Regions from separate parts of the Neogale vison genome. Here region 1 is linked to region 2. A link is a contact called in public Hi-C data. All regions are on one chromosome and are shown on one strand. Each heading gives the region's core, a stretch centred on a gene start, on an enhancer-like site or on the middle of the called end of the contact. The rest is flanking DNA. Distances are from core to core; before and after follow the strand shown.

Evidence for each region. A called contact is a pair of places that touch in the nucleus more often than the background predicts.
Region 1: a contact with region 2 is called in a Hi-C map of fibroblasts, with 11 times the contacts expected there. The contact joins the promoter of CREB3L2 here to the enhancer-like site in region 2. A contact is called at or near these places in 2 of 3 Hi-C or Micro-C datasets (fibroblasts and muscle).

The regions. Positions count from the first base shown.
Region 1 is chr4:215,944,848-215,952,059 of ASM_NN_V1, reverse strand. CREB3L2 (cyclic AMP-responsive element-binding protein 3-like protein 2) reads left to right here and starts at 1,637. Exons shown (of 12, transcript XM_044246663.1): 1 at 1,637-1,701.
Region 2 is chr4:215,862,166-215,869,382 of ASM_NN_V1, reverse strand. It overlaps CREB3L2 (cyclic AMP-responsive element-binding protein 3-like protein 2), which reads left to right. Exons shown (of 12, transcript XM_044246663.1): 6 at 361-507; 7 at 1,532-1,590; 8 at 2,895-2,963. Among named protein-coding and RNA genes, the nearest start is that of DGKI, 49 kb to the right of the region's middle. Within about 2 kb of position 1,567, the one cell type or tissue checked has open chromatin away from gene starts, as enhancers often do. A contact at or near this core is called in fibroblasts, where this site is marked.

The DNA.
Region 1 (7,212 bases), core at 388-2,887, 83 kb before region 2:
TCCAGAAAGAAAGAAAAATCACAGTGTTGGGGGAAGACTGTTAGAATAGGCTCTCTCTTCCCTAATCTAGGCAGCCTGGTGATCGGGTCCCTGCCCATCTCTCAGGCCTCCTCTCCCAACACTCACTACACCTGGCGAGTCTTGCTGCAGCCATATGGGGCCTCCCTGTCTGTCAGCAAAACACCAGCTCCTCCCCAAATCTCATTTCATCCAGGTCCCTGCTCAAATGTCACTTTCCAAGGAGCTTCCCTGAGTGCTATCTAAAATAGCACAGAACTGCCTGCATACCCTCACCTTGCTTTTCTTTCTTTTTTATTTTATTTTATTTATTTATTTGACAGAAATCACAAGTAGATGGAGAGGCAGGCAGAGAGAGAGAGGGGGAAGCAGGCTCCCTGCTGAGCAGAGAGCCCGATGCGGGACTCGATCCCAGGACCCTGAGATCATGACCTAAGCCGAAGGCAGCGGCTTAACCCACTGAGCCACCCAGGCGCCCGCTTTTATTTTCTTTATACCAGTTACCCCTTTCTGAAAGTACAGCATGCCACTCACTATTCATTGACTTTGGATTTCAGCTCTGGTCATGATCTTGGGATCATGGGATGGAGCCCCTAGTGGGGATCTGGGCTCAGCATGGGTCCGGTTGTCCTTCTCCCTCTGCTCTTCCCCCATGTGTGCTCTCTCTCTCTTTCTCAAATAAATAAATAAAATCTTAAAAAAATTTTTTTTTAAACATTATGCCCTTTTTCCTTTGTTTATTGCCTGACTCCTCCACGGACATCTAAGTTCTGTGAATTCAAGGTCTTATTTATTTATTTATTTATTTAAGAGAGAGAAGGAGGGGAAGGGGCAGTCGGAGAAGCACACACCCCACTGAGCAAGGAGCCCAATGCAGGGCACTATCCCAGGGTGCAGGACTGGGTCCCAGGACCCCGGCACCGAAGCCAAAGGCAGACGCTGAACTTACTGAGCCACCTGGTGTCCCCGAATTCAAAGTCATAATTCACAGCTCTTGAGGACCTGATGAAGCAAGCCATTGACTTTTATCAATAATGTCTGTAGAGTGAACTGAAAGAAGAAAAAATGAAGCCCATAAAAAAACGTGTCAGGAGAAGAGCATAAGAAAACTAGGGAGAAAAACGTGAGGAACAGACAATGACTATTTGCTAGAAATGTGCTAATACAAATTCACGCACAATGCGGAATATTTATATTTGTGAATACGTAACTAATTTTTTAAAAATGTCAAAACTCAAAGGAGCTAACATACATTAAGAAAATCTTTAAGACCCTATATAAGCATATATAATATTTAAGACAGTATATAAATCTGCCCACACAGCGGCTCTCTTCCCCTCCACAAGCGCGCGAGAACTTTTATGGATTCTAACCGAGGGCACGGAGTTCACCCGCCCTCCTTTATGAAATGTATTCTTGTCGCTATTTGGTTGGCTGTTCCTCCCAGGCGCCCCTTTATCACTGGCCAAGCTCTCAGTCCATCACTCCCAGACTCCAGCACTCCATTGGTCCGCTGCCTCAGAGAGCGGTGGCTGGTCGCGCTCAGGCAGAAGGTGTTCCCCGGTGACGTCAAAGGCTCTCCCCGCCCACATTCCAAAGCCTGGGCAGAGACTTCCCTCTGCCCAGCCTTTCGGAGCGGGACGGGGAGGAAAGCCAGACTTCTGATTGGATAGGGCGGGCGAGGTGAGTATCCGATTGGTCGCTTCCCTAGAAGGAGGTGGAGTCATAGCTGGGTCCTGGAGCCGAACTGAGGAGCCCTGGGGAGCCTCAAAGTTTGTGTCTGGAGGAGTAGCGGAGAGTAGGCTTATTGCGAAGGGATTTTCTTGGCATGAGAGCTGCTCTCCTGCCTTCCTTTTGGATGCGCGCCGTGCTTTAACCCCCGCAGCCTTCAGCCGGATCCCTGGACGGCCTGTCTCCCCCGGCACTTCTCAGACTTCCGAGGACCCCGGACAGGAGCCCTGAGCACTCCTCCGTCGGGCAGAGCAGAGAACGTTTTTTCCTAAGTGCATAAGCTTCACGCACACGCGCACACACGCACACACGCCCCGCGGAGCCGGACCTTACCCTCCGAGGCGGCTCTGCCCGCTCCCCTGCTGCCCTCAGCATCCTCGGCCCAGCGTCCTTCGGACCAGCATGGAGGTGCTGGAGAGCGGGGAGCAGAGCGTCCTGCAGTGGGACCGCAAGCTGAGCGAGCTGTCAGAGCCCGGGGAAACCGAGGCTCTAATGTACCCTACGGTGAGGACTCGCGGGGCGGGGGCCGGGCAGCTGGCGAGGGGGAAGCACTGTCAATAAGGGAACTGCTGGGGACAGGGACGTGGGAAGTCTTTGGGAAGAGGCAGCGATGCCCAGAGGAGATCTAGGGAGAGGTGTGGTTTTTCGATCCGAAGAGATAACTGCGGGCCCCTGGCCCTTTTCAAGTTTCGGTAACAGTAGTGACAGTTCGTATTCCTTTGGCAATTTATAGTCTTTTCCCGAGTCTTTTTCACATCGCAGTGTCATTTGCTCTTGCTGTCAGTACTGTAAAGCCGAAGGGGGTCGTGGTGGAGGATAATGCGCCACTGTCGAGCTTGCTACTGACTTGGTGGGAAGGTTTTTAAAAAGCTAAACCAAGTGGCATTTTCTTTCTTTCGCTGTCAGACTCTTTCTCTCTCTTTACTTTTTGTTTATATTTCAGGAAGTACACGTGTGTGTGCGTATATGTGTGTTTGGGAAAGCCCGTTTGATACGAGGAGAGAGACTGCTTTATTTGGGCTCTTTAACTGTACAGCCAAGCAGTCTGCTTCCTCTCTCTTCAGGGGAAAGATCAGCAAGTATGGAAAATCTGAGGCAGCTGCATATTGCAGAAAAGCTTTGGAGAAGGTGGGACGGCTCACCGGTTCTTTGTTCAGTCTTATGCCTCAGGGACCCCTTTGGGGATTGAAGTGTCACAGGAATTCTGCCCATTTGTTTTAAAAGTTTCAATTTCAAATCATTGGTATTACATTCGCGAAATGAAATTGTTTCCAACAGCCGGCAATGTTAATATGATTTTATGTGAGATCTGTTTGGTTTTTGTTTCTTAGAAATGCCGAAGTTTGTAATGAGGAGAGAGAGAGTGAGAGGCTAGAGAGAGAGATCACTAATGAGAAAACGAGAAGCTTGGCTGTTTCCCCTTCATGATTTTTCTAAGGGGGTCAGTGCCAGGATATTTGAAACTTTTGCAAAATGGCCTGTAGGCTCCACCTCCCTCCTTGGCCTTTGCCTCTGGTTGACGTTATTTTGGGAAAAGGGATGAGGGCCTCCCTGTGATTCCCACCAAGGCACTTGGGATGGCTGAGAATGGCTTGTGCAGGGTGGAGAGGGAGTGGTAGTTCATGCTGGGGCGAAAGCCAGATGTGTACTGTAATCTGGGCTTTGCTCACTGAGGCTTTCCCTGAGGAGACCACATGGGCTTCATTTGCATTGAGGGCCCAGATGTGCTTCCTGTAGTTAGCACAGAGCTTAGAGCACCTTGGTCTTCAAATGTCTTCTGGTGATTGGGTGCTCCAGGTGTTTCTACTGACACGGGATTTGTGTTGGGGGGTGGGCGGCTCTTCTCTTTTGTACTTAAACATACTGTGAAAATGTCTCATCCAGCAGCTGTCATGCCATAGCTTTGGGCCTGTCTTTCAGCTGGTGGCATGAATTAGGCGCAGCCATACAGGTTTCCTTTCAGCCTGTGATTTGCACTTGTGTGATCACGGACTAGGATTTGAGATGCTGCTACCTGTGATTATGACCTTTAAGTCCAGACAGAACCGTTTGCACTGGCTCTAGTTAAGATCTTTCTGCACTGTTACATTCCTTTTGGTATTAAGAGCTCAGTTTTTCAATGTTGTTGTGATGAAGCAGTGATGTGTGATTATGTTTCTTCTACTTTTTTTTTTTTTTTTTTTTAACGACTTTTATGTCTGCCACTTAGGGATGTGTCTCTCCTCTGGGCAGTTCACTCTTGTAAAATGCCACTCATCATTGCTACAAGTCATTGCCAACACACTGTGTATATGAATTAGTGTTGAAAGAGGTATTGGATTTAGTCGTACAGATGACTGGATTATATTCCCTCTAAACTAAGGGGAGTTTGCCAGAGATTTGAACATAGATAACTTTCCCATCTGTTTCTTGAACTCTGTTGAGTATCCAGTTGCAGAGCTGGTTATTATTGCTATTAGTCCAAAATGTGGAATAGCCTGACCTCCAGGTCTAAATAGGGATTTAGTTACCGCATGCATGGTCGCTCATGCTCTGTTTTAGCAAAACCTGTCACCTGCTTGATTTTAAAAACAGAGAAGGTTCAAGTTGCCTGAAGCTGGGACATACCATCTCTGGCAACTTCTGTGAACCATCAGGAGCAGTGTTTTTCTCATTTGGTTAGTTGTGAAGAAGTCTTCTTGGTTCAGAAGGACAAAGGTTTGGGCGGTGGCGGGGGGGATAGGATAGAAGTCTACAAAATAATGAAGTGTGTGGATAGAATGCATATGCATTTGCTCATTAGATCCTGGGTTATGAGAGCTTTGGGCTTCCTTTTGGAGCTTAAAAAATAGTTTCTGTACAGATGACAATGTATTATTTTAAATCAGCGAGTAGTACTTTTACGAACACTGTTGTTTCTGGAGTATGTACGGGCTAAACGTGGGTTTAGAAAAGATGGCGGATCTAAAGATGAGGAGTGTGTGGTGTCTCTTTTCTGGTTTGAAATGCTTGTGAGAAACCTGGTTCCTTCCCCCAAGCCTACCTGGATGTTAGGCGTTTCTAATACGTATGTCGTGTTCCTGTAAGATTCTGCGCAAATTACATTTCTGGGAATTTGTTGTGGGGTTCTGTAATTTAAAGAGCAAAACAGGCTATGCGTTTTATCTACTTATATATACACCGTTCATATTCAGAAGGATGCTCAAGAAATGGATAATTGTTTCTGGCAAGGGGACCTGGGGATTGGAGGTCAAGAGAGGAAGCAGGGTGAGGGAGTTATTTACAAGCTATCCCTTGTATGCTGTTCTGACTTTGACTCCTGAATGTATTAAAAAAATGTAAAATTGAAACCTAAAGGTGCCATGTAACACTGGACTGGAGGTAATCTTAGCCTGAGTCTCTCCAGGGGAAGAAGAGAGGATCTGATGCTCCACTAAAACTCAACACTTCCCAAGTCTGTGGAGGCCTTGGGGGAAGAGAGGAGGAAGCAGCAGCTCTGAGTGGAAAGGGTCTCTAAGGATGGAGGGTTAACCGTGAGTTTGGTTCTGTTAAACTTTATGACCGTGGCAACTTTCTTATATCTCAGTTTAACAATCTGGAAAATAGGGATTTTTTTTTTCAATTTTTGCAATGGTTTTAATCTTTGTAAAAAACCTCTGCAATAGGAACTCTGAAGTCTTTGCAAAGATAATGACAGACGTTCTGCTTGTCTTCAGTGCTATTCATATAAATCCAGTACCTTGTAAGGTTATTTGGTGGCCCCGCATTATAATTTTATATCTAGTTGGTGTTCAAAGTGAAATGACCAGTTCCAGACAGCGGGAGGTAGAGAGTTAAGGGGATGTTCGACCCGCCTGGTATCTGGATGTAAAGGTCATCTGACTTCACCCCTGTCACTGAGTGCTGGGATGGAGCTGGCTAATCTCACAGGCTGCTGGTCTCCTCTTCCTCCTGGCTGGCCCAGCGACTCATGTGGCTCCAGAGGGATACTGAGGCTTTGGGGTTGATGTTCACCTTGGAGACGATTCCTGTTGTTGGCCCTGGCCAGGTTCTGAGGGGGAACCTGGGGTCCTCCTGGCTTGAGAAGATCATTACTTGTCACCTGATCTCCACAAACTGAAGGATGAGTGATGGGTTCTCATGGAAGAATTGCAAAGCAGATAGACTTTGTCTCCAAAGCCCTCACTTCACCTTTCTTGACCTTTGTTTTCATGTTTTCCTCCCTTCTTGGACCCCAAGTACTGGCTGTAATAGTATTCTCTTTCTAACTCCCCCTCTTAAATTTTGCTCTCATGAAAAATCTGATGAGCTTACCCTGAATATTTAATTATTAGTGAGGCTTAACGTATGACCCCCTAAATGGGCATTTAGATTTAATAGTAATTATATCAGCTCAAAAGGGTGGATCTCTAAATGGAGAATTTAAGGCAATCCCTAGGTTGTAGGGAAGGAATATTTGGGGAGTGGAGGGAGTGCTCACTGTTCTTCTATTCTAGATATGGGGCCCTTATTCATAAGGCAGGCAGTTACCTATGTTGCTAATTTATCTATGATCTAAAGGATTTTCAGTGGCTTGGTGAAATTTCTTTGACCCATTATATTTTTGTCTCTAAACTTGTTCTCATGGTGATAACACAGATTGGGGGCGGTAGACTCAGGCACAGCTCTGAAAGGTGAGAGGGCAGTACTGAGTTTTGTACTTGCCCTCTTTCCTGAAAGAGCCCCAGGTAAACATTCTGTGGAAGCAGGGTGGTCTGATGTGAAGTTGCTCTTACAGGAAACGAGGCATTGCCTCTAGATTAATAATTGAATTAAATTATAATGCATGCAGCTATAAGTAAGTGAAACGGATTCAGACTGCTTGTACAATAAGTAAATTATGTCATGTCATAAGAGGTCTAGAGGTATAACTCCTTGTTTGGCTGATTTGGCAACTCCTCTGTTTTTGTTTTTGTTTTTGTTTTTAAGATTTTAGTTACTTATTTGACAGAGAATGAGAGAGCACAAGCAGGGGAAGCGGGAGAGGGAGAAGCAGACTCTCCATGGAGCAGGGAGCCCAGTACGGGGCTCGATCCCAGGACCCTGGGAACATGACCTGAGCCAACTACAGATGCTTAACTGACTGAGCCACTCAGGTGCCCCTCAGCAACTTCTCTAAATGCCGTCCATCTATGCGCAGATTTCATTTTTGGGTTGGATGCAATCAGAAAACAGCTCATTCCTACATGAGTTTCGGGTGTTGGATTCAAAATTTCCTCCAGAGGAAAAAGAGAGCTTGATTCTTCCTGTAACCTTTTTTAGGAAGGAAGAAACCTTTTGCAGAAGCCCACCAACTGATTTCTCTTTGAGCTTCATCAGCAAGGATTGGGTCACTTGACCATTTTAAAACCAAGGGCTGGAAAGGGATTTACACAGTTGGCTCAGATTAGTCAAGCAGGGGTTGAGGAGCTCTTGTCGGGTCAGCCGGCGCGATTGTCATGATCA
Region 2 (7,217 bases), core at 318-2,817:
TTCTCCATCTTTGCTTCCACTTCAGACTACTCATCTCTCACCTGAAGCATATGAGCAACCTTTCCTCTCAGAATTTTGCAAGTTTCTTTTTTTTTTTTTTAAGATTTTATTGATTTATTTGACATGAGAGAGAGATCACAAGTAGGCAGAGAGGCAGGCAGAGAGAGAGGAGGAAGCAGGCTCCCTGCTGAGCAGAGAGCCCGATGCAGGGCTCGATCCCAGGATCCTGGGATCATGACCTGAGCCGAAGGCAGAGGCTTAACCCACTGAGCCACCCATGCGCCCCTGAATTCTGCATGTTTCTTGAGTGTTGCCCACTTGTTCTGCTTTGACCCTTTTTCTGCCTCTTAATCTGCACAGAAACTGCAAGGGTCAGGTCCACTGGTCCTGACAGAAGAGGAGAAGAGGACCCTGATCGCCGAGGGCTATCCCATCCCCACCAAATTGCCTCTAACAAAATCAGAGGAGAAGGCTTTGAAGAAGATTCGGAGGAAAATCAAGAACAAGGTGAGCCCTTTAAATCGAGGAGCTTTTATGATCAGAGACCATGACAAGAATTAAGCCTGGGTACCCCCATTCCCCCTCTTCCCAGTGGCCAACACTGGCCCATCTCATGGAGGGAAGACAAGGGGGACAAGGCTCAGTCTTGCCCTTCCCCTCAGTGGGGAGCAGGAACACAGTCCCCACTGACCTCTGTGTTCCTCTAGTCCCTCTACCCATCCTCTGTGTCAGTGGATCCCAAATTGGGTGTGCCTATTCCTTGGTGCCCATGGGGATCCATTCCGGGCTAAGAGGAAAACATTAGAACTCCCATTAATATTTTTTACATCAGCCTTTTAAGTTTCTGTTTTATGGTATACACAATATTTCCTTCTCGTGGGCATGTATATAATTTATAAATAATATAAATGCATTATGGGTGTTTAATTTTTTTACTAGGTTTTTGATTTAAAAAAAAAAAATCCTGTAATCTGCTGTCCTATGCCTGGATTTAGTAGTCTCCTAGCCCTAGGTCCCTACAGGGCAAATCAGGACTGGTGAGTTCAGGGGGCATGGCTAGGGTACAGACAGGCCAGAAGGCAAGAGACAGAGAAAGAAAGAAAAAGAGAGTTCAGTTACCACTCTTGGTCCCTGTGCAGAACCAGGAAGGGGGTTATGTCTGACCAAGCCCAACTGTCTTGGTGTACTTGTTCTAGTTGAGCCAACTGAGGCCCATGGAGTTGAAGTCATTTATTGAAGATGACATAGATGGTGTGTGACCCACATGTTCTGTTCTGACTCAAGCCTGCCAGGCTTCCCATGAGGGGCCCACTTTGGTGGGAACTAGTGACCACACAGGCTGGTTGAAACCAGGGAGGTCAGAAGAGATGACTCACAGATGAGCCAGCGGGTTATCTCAATGAAGAACGGCCACAGAAATGAGCAGGACTCTGGGGATTTCTGTGCGAACAGACTCCTCTCTTCCATTTACACACAACTGACTTCTGGAGCTGGCAGGAAGTTAATCCTTTCTTCTCCCCTTCTGTGTCAGATTTCTGCCCAGGAAAGTAGGAGAAAGAAGAAAGAATACATGGACAGCTTGGAGAAAAAGTAAGCCTCCTGCCGAAACTGGGTGTGTTACTGGGTGATCTGCCTAGGAAAATGGGAGTGTGCCAAGCTTCTGTTTTCAGGGAAAGTGGATCAAGTTCATTCTGGCCACCAGCAAAGCCGGTTGGTCCATCCCCTAGGTCTTGCCTGCCACCTAGTGGATTTGAGAGGGGGAGGCTTTACAAGGACGGCCTTAAGTTAAAAAATGCACTCAATCTTAGCAGGCGTTGGTACCACAGCACTTCTAAACAGAGTAAGCCCTCGAAGGCTTCCTTGCAAACAAGTGCAAATATTAACACTCATTCCCGTTCCTGGAACTCTCCTCAGAGGAGAGGCACTGTTTCCGCCGAAAGGAGCAGTGCTAATTCATCCCTCACGCCCTAGAGAAGGCACATGGGCCGCGCAGCGAGTGGCGCCGGCGTTCTTTACTTTCCGTCCACTGTAATTCATGCTTCAAGCTAGCTACTACCCACAAAAACACTCGAAGGCACCCTTTGTTCTTCCGAGTAGTCCAGAAGATCAGGAGGGCTGTCGAAAAACATGAATGAGATGCAATTTTGTATTAGCCTTAGAAATATAGTTCTCCACTTGACCAACAAATACCGTCTAAGATGGAAATGAGGCCTCTGACCCGGAAATGAGGCCTCTGACCCGGAAATGAGGCCCCTGACCCAGAAATGAGGCCCCCGACCCGGAAGTGAATCTTCCTGTGTGTCTGGGGAGAAGAGCAGATCCTGGCTGGTTCTTGACATTCCTACTTGACATTCCTACTCTCTACATTCCTAGGTTAGGTGTTGGTAATTGAGCATGAAGTAGTCCCATGCTGTTTCATTATTTTCTGTAGGCTTCAGGGTCAAGATGGTCTTTAATGCCTCTGGGAGGCATGTTCCTGCAGCTGGATTCCTTATCTTGAGGCGTTGCGTTTTTCTCCTCCTCCCTTGTCTATCCCTATCAGTCCTTCTGGCCAAGACTACAGCCAGCAGCATCCAGGCTCCTGTAGATGAGGGAGATGAGTGATGGACATTGAGAGCAATAGGGATGAAATAAAAGAAATCGAGGTTGGAACACCCTAGGACTTTACAGTTTGTACCATCCTTATTCATTTTCTTGTTCCGAGGCACGTGTTACTCATCTCTCTCTCTCTCTCTTTTTTTCTTTTGTCTTCTTACCTTTCTTCCCAACTGAGGTTGGCTGGGCTCTCTCCCTCACTTTCCTAGAGTAGCTGAAGCCCAGTCCTCCTTCTCCAAACCCCACCTGCATTTGCTCAACTGATACAACTAAATGTCTTCTCTCTTGCTCCTCTGTAGGGTGGAGTCTTGTTCAACTGAGAACTTGGAGCTTCGGAAGAAGGTAGAGGTTCTGGAGAACACCAATAGGTGAGTGTCGCTGGAGTGAAGAGCTGTTGAAACTGCCTAATGGAAAGTGGGGGAAGGGCAGATCCAGGAGGAAGGTGCAGTAGGAGGAAGGTGTGAAGGCATTCGGGATGGCCATATTCCACACACGCACACTTGCACGCACACACACGCACACACACACACTCTTTACTTTTCCTAAAATACATGGCAGGAAGCTTGGAGGAGAATAAGGATGGTAAGTTTGTTTCTCATGAAAAAGACATTCAGCTTTAGAGGTGGACGGGAGGGACTGGCCTCTTCATTGTCACCCAATCATAGTAACAGATGGTGTTTATTCGTGAAAGGAAAAGAGGACACCAGGTTTGTTTTTTTTTTAAGTTACAGTTTATAAAAATTAATGATATTTCAAACCCATTTAAAAAAATATCTGGAGACAGAGTGAGTTAACAGGCTCTTCTAGCCCTTTCTTGTCAGATGTTGTTTTTAGCACATCACAGATGTCAGCTCCTTAACCTTCCAGCAACCCTATGAGGTGGTCCTATTAATATCCCCATTATATAGAGCAGATCACTGAGACTCAGATGGTTAGGTGATATGCCCAAAGTCACACAGAAAATAATAGAGCTGCATTTGAATGCAGGCAACTTGTCTCTGGAGCCTAAATGTAAGAGAAGTGTATTGAGTGGTATCCTGGGTCATATGCAAGAGAAAGGGGTTGAGGTATAGGATTAACAAAAAGGGGTTAAGGTATAGGGTTAAGAGTTGGGGAGTTTAATCTAGAATGTGTGTATGTGTACGCAGTGCCTACTACACTTTAAAAATTAAAATATTCGTTAGGGGATCCTGTTGCCCTTAGTTGTTACAGATCTGACAATGTAAGCCGAGAAAAATAGCCTTTTAGGTAAGAAGAATATTACTTAATCATCTCAAGGCTTAGCATTAATGCCTAATAATGATTTTGCAATCATTAAGGGATCAGGTTAAATCTATTTGCCTGTCATTTGATAACACTAAATTTGGTTGCCGTCTTCGTGGTGCGATGCTTAGGCAGCAGGATTTTCTACTTCTAAGCTTAAACTACCATCAGTGGGAACATCGGACATTGTAACCCACTGGACTTCCCTCTGCGTTTCTGGGAACGTCTGTGCTCAAACAGCAGGTCGAGGGCAGTTGCCTCAGGTGCTCCACAGACGATGGCAGAAGTAAATAAACACCCCCTGGCTCCAGGTGCTCTTGCCTTGATCCCCTGCGGCAAAGGGGGACGGTTTCCGTTACCGCTTTAGGGTTCTGTTTTCATGGTTCCCTGTGGTCAAGTAGTCTCCCTAGGCTTTGCCCCTTCTTACCTCCAACTTCACTCCTGCCGTAGTAGATCTCTGGGTCCTGAACCCCTACCAGAGTCTGTGTCCACTTGTTAGCGTCCTGAATGCCCATCCTAGCACTTACAATGCTCCATGTTCACGAGTGGGACAAATCCACATTATGAACTGGTGAAAGAGAAAGAAGAATGTATCCAAGATAATCCTGGAGTTTGATCCGGGTTTGTCCTTGTTGAAGGGCTCCAGGTGCCAGGTCTTCTCACAGCCACACGGGGGCAGCAGAGGTGCAGTATGGGCTCAGCTTTGGGGAGCGGGTGCTTGTGATTAGAAGTGCTCTGCTGCCCGCTTCTCCTAGGAAGGGCCTCTCCTCCCCTCTCCCGGCTGACCGTGCTGTATTGTATTTTTTAAAAAAGATTTTATTTATTTATTTATTTGAGAGAGACAGAGAGAGAGAGAGAGAGCGCGAGCGTACACGGGCAGGGAGGGAGGGAGTGGGAGAAGCTGATTCCCCGCTGAGAAGGGAGCCATACCTGGGGCTGGATCCCAGGACCCTGAGATCACTACCTGGGCCAAAGGTAGATGCTTAAAAGACTGAGCTACCCAGACACCCCTATATTTTTTAAACTTAAAAAGACAGCCTGGTGGGGCGCCTGGGTGGCTCACTGGGTTAAAGCCTCTGCCTTCAGCGCAGGTCTTGATCTCAGAGTCCAGGGATCGATCCCGGCATCAGGCTCTCTGCTCGGCAGGGAGCCTGCTTCCTCCTCTCTCTCCCTGCCTGCCTCTCTGCCTACTTGTGATCTCTGTCTGTCAAATAAATAAATAAAATCTTTAAAAAATAAAATAAAATAAAATAAAGACAACCCAGGTGCTTGGGCGGCTTTTTCAGTTGAATGTCTGCCTTGAGGCTTGGGTCATGCTCTCCGGGTTCTGGGATCAAATGCTGCTCAATGGAGGACTCCCTGCTCAATGGGGACTCTGCTTCTCCCTCTGTGCCCCCCGCCCCCCCCACCACTTGTGTGCTCGCTCGCTCTCTCTCTATCTCAAAAAGAAAACAACTTACACATGTAATATATTCCTCATCACAGAAAAAAATGAGAAACTACAGTTCAAAAAGAAAAAATTGCAATCTTTTCACCCAGAGATATTTATATTTTGTAATATTTTATACATGCGTATTTATACATATACACATCCTCTTTCGTTAAGAGCTTTTCCCATTTAACAGAACGCAGTGGACATATTTTCATATCAGTGTATTTCCTCAGAGTCCTTATTTCTGTCAGAAGCTGATAAAGAGCTATCATGTGAGGAACACTGACATAAGGTACATCTGATTCTGTGTAACACAATCTGTGTTTTGCCAATTACTTTTACCTTTTAAATAATGGCCATGGCGATTTCAATAATATCAGTTATTCTGGAACAGGAGTTACGGGAACATATGGTATATTTGAACATGGGGTCAGCCTATCTCATGTTCTTCCCTGGGAGTCAATGATGAGTTTCCTCTTTTCTTCTTCATGGACTGTGTGGAAATTCTTCCCAGCATTTAGCCTATTGGAACCAGCACTGAAGAAACAACATGCCCCAGGCCTGCTCTGTCTCTTGGCGGCCCTGTATGTGTTCTCTGCCTTCAAAACTCAACCTTGCGGGCAGACAACCCTTCTTTTGTGGCTTACAGTTGACTGACCTGTAGTCTACCCACAGATAATCTTATCAGGGGACTCCTGGGGTTATAATTTCTAAGTAACTTTTAATGTGTTTTAGCCTGAGAGGTCAAGAAATGAATGCAGGGCTGTTCTTGTTGAGACAAGGAAAGTGGGTCTGCATCCCTTTGGCGTCTTCCCCTCCTCAAGGGCCTCGCCTTGCTCTGAGGACACGGCAGTAACCACAGTGACTTCTGTTGTAACCTTGGCAGTCTCCTGCCGTCCACCTGTTCCGAAGAGGTGGTGGTTTGGGCATGTGGCAAGGGAGACTTTTGGTCCCTTTGCTCACACAACATTGCGTTGGTGACACAGTGTTTGAACTAAGTACAAGGCTGGGCCTAATGAACACACACCTGTGTTTGTGTTCCTGCCCGTGTTTCTTGGATTATCATCCTTTGGAGGTAGCTGGATAGACACAGAAGAGCCAGGCGTGAACCGGATCCCACATCTCTGGAGTGGGCTGGGGGATCGCGGGCGCCATGATGTCATGGGACCTGACATGGTGGGGAAAGTGAGTGGCTGTTTCCTTGTTGACCACATTAAAGGAAGATGATTTTTTCATTTTCCCACTTCTGTGTTACACCCCAAGAGGGACTTTTCCATCTCTCTGGATAAAAATGAGCGCTCCAATTCAGAGTCAATCCTGAATCTTTTGGTTAATGCTGGACTTAGCAATGGCCACCTAGTAGAGTGTATTGTTGGTTTAAAGACCCTTTTATCTGAGCTCAGGAAGCTGGAAGGGGATGAGGACGGGAGAGAAAATGAAGAAATGCTCTTAACATTTCTGCAGCCTTACCCGGAGCCTCTCGGAGCAGAGCCAAGCCGTGCGAAAGCACCTTCACACTTGCACTGCTGAGGCGAGCCACTAATTGCGTGCCATCAGGAGATGTGTGAGATGAGAGAGAGACAGCTTCCCAGGGGGCCTGTCTTCCTGCGCTCAATCAGGAAATACATTTTCACTTACAAGGTCTGGGTGAGGCGTGTATGTGTGTGTGTGTGTGTGTGTGTGTGTGTGTGGCTGCTGGACGATCATGCTGGCTTTCCCATGCCCATCCCTCACCCCTCAAAGCTGCAGGTCCTCTGGACAGTCCTACCCTTGTCCCATTCCAGAGGAATCCTGTGCAGGTGACCCACACCGCTCAGCCCAGCAGTTTCCGGTGTCGGTGGTTCTGTTGGCCCTCTGGTTCCATACTGTGCCCCTTGCCTCTGTCAGGCTGTGAGCCACAGGCCCTCTCCTCCCGCCCCAATGTGTG